2 separate regions of the Oryctolagus cuniculus genome follow, and region 1 is linked to region 2. The links are chromatin contacts, called in public Micro-C maps. All regions are on one chromosome and are shown on one strand. Each heading gives the region's core, a stretch centred on a gene start, on an enhancer-like site or on the middle of the called end of the contact. The rest is flanking DNA. Distances are from core to core; before and after follow the strand shown. Region 1 holds the start of GORASP2 (golgi reassembly stacking protein 2). Region 2 holds the start of TLK1 (tousled like kinase 1).

Evidence for each region. Hi-C and Micro-C count contacts between places; a contact is called where the count stands out from the background.
Region 1: a contact with region 2 is called in a Micro-C map of ear pinna, with 10 times the contacts expected there. The contact joins the promoter of GORASP2 here to the promoter of TLK1 in region 2. A contact is called at or near these places in 2 of 6 Hi-C or Micro-C datasets (ear pinna and an unstated tissue).

What each region holds. Positions count from the first base shown.
Region 1 is chr3:70,188,353-70,191,692 of mOryCun1.1, reverse strand. It overlaps GORASP2 (golgi reassembly stacking protein 2), which reads left to right and starts at 1,979. Exons shown (of 10, transcript XM_002712278.5): 1 at 1,979-2,236. The coding sequence starts at 2,174.
Region 2 is chr3:69,987,765-69,991,091 of mOryCun1.1, reverse strand. TLK1 (tousled like kinase 1) reads right to left here and starts at 1,264. Exons shown (of 21, transcript XM_002712279.5): 1 at 599-1,264. The coding sequence starts at 737.

The DNA of each region.
Region 1 (3,340 bases), core at 730-3,229, 200 kb before region 2:
CTGGAAAACATTAAGATTCCAGATCCCAGTGTACCATAGTTCCTGGTCTGGCAGAGCCTAATAACTGGAGATTTCCTTTATGTATTTATTTGCCTAAAACACTGATATTAACTTATTGATAGCAAAGAATGAGAAATAATTTTTATTTATGTTATTTATTTGAAAGGCAGAGCTATACAGAGAGGGAGAGAAAGAGAGGAAGAGGAGAGGAGAGGAGAGGAGAGGAGAGGAGAGGAGAGGAGAGGAGAGGAGAGGAGAGGAGAGGAGAGGAGAAGAGGATCTTCCATCCATTGGTTCACTCTGCAAATGGCCGCAACTGCCAGGGCTGTGCCAGGCTGAAGCCAGGAGCCAGAAGCTTCTTCCAGGTCTCTCATGTGGGCTCATGGGCCCAATCACTTGGGCCATCCTGCGATATTTTCACAGGTGCATTAGCGGGCAGCTAGACCAGATGTGGAGCAGCCAGGGCTCAAACCGGTGCCCACATGAGATTCTGGCATTGCAGGCAGTGGCTTTTCCCACTGCACCACAACGCTGGTCCAAATTTTTTTATTATTTAATCAAAATAATATTACTGCAAAAGAACCATGAAAGTCCCAGTACTTAAAGGGAGTTATTGTGGCACAGTGAGTTAAGCTGCCACTTGGGACGCCCACAACCCATATCAGAGTGATTGGTTCATGCATTGGCTACTCTGCTTCTGATCCAGGTTTCTGCTGATTGTTCAAGTCCTGGAGTCCCTGCCACCCACCAAGGAAACCTGGATGGAGCTCCTGGCTCCTGGTTTTAGCTTGGCCCAGCCCTGGCTGTTGCAGACATTTGGGGAGTGAACCAGTAGATTCAAGATTTCATTCTGTCGCTCTGCCTTTCAAATAGATAAATAAATCTTTTTTTAAAATTTAATATATTTTCAAAAGGAAATTATGAATACAATTTAAAAACAACAACAACAAATAAAACAAGGGCAGCAGGCGTCTGGCATAGCAGTAAAGTCAGTGCTTTGGACACCTGCATCCCATATCCAAGTGTGTGGGTTCAAGTCCTGGCTCCACTCCGGATTCCAGCTTCCTTCTCGTCCCAGCTTTGCTCTGGTCCAGCAGCAGCTGTTGCATGCATTTGGGGAGGGAGACAATGGACAAGAGTGCTCTCTCTCTTTGAAACAGAATGAATGAATAAAAATTTTTAAAGATTTTATTTATTTACTTGAAAGAGTTACAGAGAGACAGAGGCAGAGAGAGGGAGAGAGAGGTCTTCCATTAGCTGGTTCACTCCCCAGATGGCCGCAATGGCCGGAGCTGCGCCTATCCAAAACCAGGAACCAGGAGCCTCCTCCAGGTCTCCCAGGCGGGTGCAGGGACCCAAGGACTTGGGCCATCTTCTACTGCTTTCCCAGGCTACAGCATAGAGCTGGATTGGAAGTGGAGCAGCCGCGTCTCGAACCGGCTTTCATACGGGATGCCGGCGCTTCAGGCGGCGACTCTACCTGCTACGTCACAGCGCCGGCCCCAAAAATAAAGCTTTAAAATAAAACCTGTCTACTTATAGGAAATATCTGACCTTGGTCTCACAATAAAAGAGGAGAGAAAAAAATTGCATCAAAAAACAACTCGGCGGGTCCTCCATGACTCCATGACTGTGTGGGACAGCTGCCCTAAAGAGAAGGCGTCTCTTTATAAAACTGGGCTGAGTGGACGTGGATTCATCCCACACCTGCCTAACCTGGGCCAAGACCTACAAAACCAGAGCTGCAGCAGCTTAGTGTGAGCCCTTTCCAGCCTGTGGCCACCAGAGGGCGTTGCAACCCAGCAATCGTCATTCCGGGCGAGCAGGAACGCGTGTTGATGAAGCTTGTCTCCTCCACGGCTCCGTAGCAGGACTGAAGGAACTGTGTGTCTGCTCTCTCGCGAGGACGACTAGGCCCCTGCCCGCCCTCCCCGGTCCCTCCCGATCCGCTCGCGCGCCCCCAGACCCCTCCCGGTGGCTGGCGGCAGGTGGCGCTGTCTGTGGCGTCGCTGCGCCCCGGCTGCCTCGGCGACCATCTCCCGGCGGGCAGTGCGGCCCGGCTCTCCGGCGGCTGCGAGTGCCACGTCCCAAGTGCTACGCGGAGGGAGCGGGCGGTGCGGAGGGGCGGGGAGCAGAGCGGCGCCCGGCTCGGCTGCACCGATCGCCCGGCGCCATGGGCTCCTCGCAGAGCGTCGAGATCCCAGGCGGGGGCACAGAAGGCTACCACGTCCTGCGGGTAAGGCCTCCGACCGCGGCCCGCGAGCGGCGGGCTGGAAGTGGGAGGCGGAGGCCCCGATGGGCCCTTTGCCCGGGGCAGCTAGGCCCGCTCCCGCGAAGGAGCGGCGACCGGGGGCGCTGGCCCTGCCCGAGGCTGGTTGCGGAGGCCGCTCGCATCGGGTCTCCCCGGAGCGCTCCGGGCGACGGGCTGGAGCCGGAGGCGGCTGCGGGGCACTCGGCTGGGGGACGGCCCTGGGCTGCTGTCCCGCCTCGGAGCCCCTCTGCTCCCCACCTCTCTCTCCCCCACACCCGATTCTTAGCTCCCGAAGTCCGGGAGGGCTTGGGGCGGTGGTGAAGGGAGCCTCGCAGGCGGGCGGCGACGGCAGGTGTTGAGGTTCCCGGCCTTGTCCGGATGTCCGGGAGCCCCCGGGCCGAGTGGCCTGGACGTGGCTTCGGCGGACTTTGCTGGATATTGACGGGACGTTTTCCTCTCCCGTCGCCCCCGACCTTTCCAGCTCTCCTCTAACACATGTCCCGGAAGGCGGGGGGGACTTCGTCCCGAGACTGCCGAGGGTGCGCTGGAGTTCAGGGTTAAAAAGACAAGGCTCCTTGCGGAGCCAGCCGGGAAACTCGGGGGCCGGAGTCTGTCGGGGGAGCCCCTTGGAGCGGCTTTGCGCCGTAGGGAGCGGGGGCCGGCGCGGATGGCCGCGCTGTGACACCTGTGCGAGTGGGCGCCGTCAGCGGGGTGCCCGGGCGAGAGCGCGCTCGCTGGGGCGCCCTGGTCCCCGCTGCTGGGTCCCGGGTCTTAGGTGAGACAGCGTTCCCGAGGCGCCGCTGACGACGGGCTGAGGGCTGGCGTACAGCCTCTTTCTGATCTCCCAGGATTAGGTGGCCTGGTTGCTTCTCCGTTCCGCTCAGAATTCCTCTGGAAGCCACAGTCTTGGTGGGAAAGGATGGATTCCCCACCCCCACCCCAAAAGAAGAGTTTGAATAAACGCTATTTCCCTTCAGCTAACCAGAACACACACACACACACACACACACACACACCCCGAGTGCTGCCCTATTGATGGGGACCCTGGAAGAACCGGCCGTGTGAGAGGAAAGACAGTGAAGTGCTTCT
Region 2 (3,327 bases), core at 15-2,514:
AGCCTGCCCACGAGTCAGTCTGCCGTTTGAATTGCTCTAGGGGGCCACGCAGGGGATCAAAGTGCGCTAGATAAATCCGGCGGCTCTACCCCCAAAGGGCAGCGACCCTGCAAGCGAGGGGCATCCTCCAGGTGCCGCCGGGTAGCGGAGCTCGCAGAGCGGGGACCGCCTCTATGGGAGGAGTGCGCCGGGGAAGGGGAGGGGGCTCCAGGATGAAGGCTCCAACCGGAGGGAAAACCCACCGGGGACAGGAGGCCAGGAGGTTAAGAGTGCCGAGTGTCCTAGCAAATGGAGCAGGAAGGGGGCTCGCGGCCGGGGGCAGGCTTCCCACCCTCGCAGGACCGGCTCGGAGGAACCCCAGGCGAGTCTCTGCGCCTCGCCCCGTCCCCACCAGCGCGCACCCCCTCGCCCGTCCCCTCCGCCACCCGCGAGCCGCCACCCACAGCCACAGCGCACTACCTCCCCTTGGCCCGGCGGCCTCGCGTCCACCTCGCCACCATCCCCCACCTCGGGGTCGGGCGGGGGAGACCCGGGGGGCGCGGGGGCCGCTGCGCGGGCGCAGAGGCCCGGGAGCGGGCGCGGGCGCGGTGGCGCTTACCTTCCCTGGGCCTCCCGGATGGCGGCGTGTGATTCAGCAGGGACCTGGCCGCCGCCGCCGAGCCCGGGGTTGGAGACGTGGAGAGCTGGGACCAAGATGGCGGCCCCTCCAAACTTCCACTGCTACTTTGGACACTCATCAAGCTACTTTCTGGGAACCCGACTCCCCCCCTGCGACGGCAGCGGCGGCAACGGCACCGGCACCCGCCTCCGTCATGGCGGGGGCCGCGCTGAGGGCGAGCGAGAGCGCGAGGGCAGGGAGGGGAGAGTCAAGGGGATGGGGGAGGAAACCGAGAGCAGGGGAGGTGGGGAGGGACGAGGTGAGGGAAGGAGAGGGGACGGGGAGGAGGGAAAGGGGGAGAAGCGAGGGAGCGGGCGGGCGCGCCGGAGAGGAGGCGGAGGGACGGAGCGCAGCGGCGGAGGCGTCGAGGGGGCGCCCGCCGGGGCCGGGGTCGGAGCGCGGGCGGAGCGCGGGCTGCGCCGGCTGAGGAGACTTCCGCGGGCGGAACCTGCCGGCACCTCTGCAGTGCGTCGGCCCCCGGCGTCGCCCGGCCGGCAGCGGCGGTGGCGGCGGCGGCGGCGGCGGCGGGCGGTGGGTGGCGGCTGAGGCGGCGGGGTAACCTCTGCATCAGTTACAGGCGGCGGCGGCGTCACGCGCCGCCTGTGCAAACACTATCGCGAGGCTCCTGCGCCTCCGGTAGCAGCGGCGGCGGCGGCGGCCGCAGCAGCGGGCATGGGGGAGGGCCCTGCCGGGGGCTGGGGGCGGGGGGTGAGGAGGGAGCTAGCGCGCGCGAGGGGAGGAGACGCGGGCGCCGGGCGGGTTGCAGCGCGGCGCGGGAGCCCGGGGTCGAGGGACTCGCGTGCGCGGGGGCAGCCTGCTCGCGGCGGCCGGAGGGAGGCGCGCCCCGCTCGCGCCCCCGCCGCGCCGCTCGGGCTCCCGCGCCGCTGCCACCTGCCTCCCCCTCTCCGCCTCGGCAGCGCGCCTGGCTCCAGACCCACACCCAGCCGGGGGAAGGAACGCTTCTGCTGCCTCTCGGCTGTCGCGTCTCGGGAGTTCGATGTGATGGTTTCTCAAAATGGAACTGAAAAGTTGCGAGTTGCTTCTTTCTCGCCCCTCAGCACGGCGAGGGGCGTGTGCGCCTCCACGTCTACAGAATGGGAGTAATTACCAAATAAAGGAGCCGAGGAGAAAAAGTGGGGAGGGGGTGCGGCGAGGGGAGTGGGAAAACCAAACTTTCTAATGTTTTCTGAAAAAGACAATGTTGAGTAAAGGAATTGAGAATCACCACCGGTGTTGTAGATCTATGTGCAGAATAGCAGTGCTTTGTTTTAAAACTGTAAGTGGAAAATCTAAACGGAAAATTTTGATCACTGAATTCACGTATTAGGAAAACTGTACAGGGTTCATCTTGTAGAAGAGGGTACGATTTCTAGAAATTTCCAACGTGTTTCCAGTGCCTCTGCTGAGCAGACTACAAAAATCCCAAAACAAATTACAGCATTTGCTATAATTTATAGATACAGTGTAGCTGTTTCCACGCCCATACACGTACACACACACACACACACACACACACCAGGGACTGGGTATCGCCTACAGGAAAGAGCAGCCTAACAGTTCAGGAAAAAATACAGCAAGGTTATTGCTCTTTTTGAAAACCAAATTGCATCGAACACGAAAAAAAGATTATGATGCAGAGCAACTGTATAGACGTGAGGAAATGACATGATTACCAGGGGGACGAAAATGCCACTTCTATTTTTTATTTTTATGACTTGGCATTTCTCATAGTTAATGTTTTGTTCAGATAAACTCACACTAGAATAGAGCCTTGGTTGTCAGCCTCAGAAATAATTTTAGTTTTCTTGTGCTTTAGATACTCCAGTGAGTTTTTGGCGTGTTTCACTTTTCAAACTTAACAGGGAGCTCCCACAACTTTATTGAGGTATAATTGACGTACAGTAAGCCGCACATGTTTATGATTTGGTACACTGATGGGTATGCATGCCTGAAACCACCCCTGCAAGAATACATCTTTACCCTCCAAGGTTTAAGGTTTATCCTACCCCTTTGTGGTTCCTTCTTGGGTCTACCTCTACTCCCACCCCACCCCTATAGATCTGTTTCCTGTCACTAGAGAGTAGTTGGCTTTTTCTAGAATTTTAGGTAGGTGAAAGCATACGGTCTATACTCTTGTCTGGCTTCTTTCATTGCATGATGACTCTGAGACTTGTCTGCACTGTTGCATGGATCAGTAGCACCTGTTTGTTGCTGAGTAGTAGTAGTCCATTGTGAGAACACACCACACTTTGTTGGCGCAACTGTTGATGGACACTCGCACTTTCCACGTTTGGGCCATTATGAGTAATGCTGTCGTGAGCATGTCTTGTGCAACTCTTTGTGTGGACACGGGCTTCTCTTTTGCTTAGGCACTTACCATTAGATTTGTATACCAAAGTTCATGCACTCTAACGCCATGTAGATAAATACATGCTCTTACTGTATTTTTGGGTATCCACTTAGCAGATTGTGGTGAAAAGAGCGTAAGACAGGAAGGAAGTTGAGACCTAAGTGTTAGTCTCAGCAGGTTATCATCCTTGATTTCAGTTTCCTCGTCTGTGAAAAGGAGGTTAGTCACTGCCTGATCTCTTATGCTGCTAGCCGTTCCCAGACTACAAGGGCCTCGAGTCCTCTTCAGGATGGTAAACCAAGCCCAAGCAAAGAGGTTT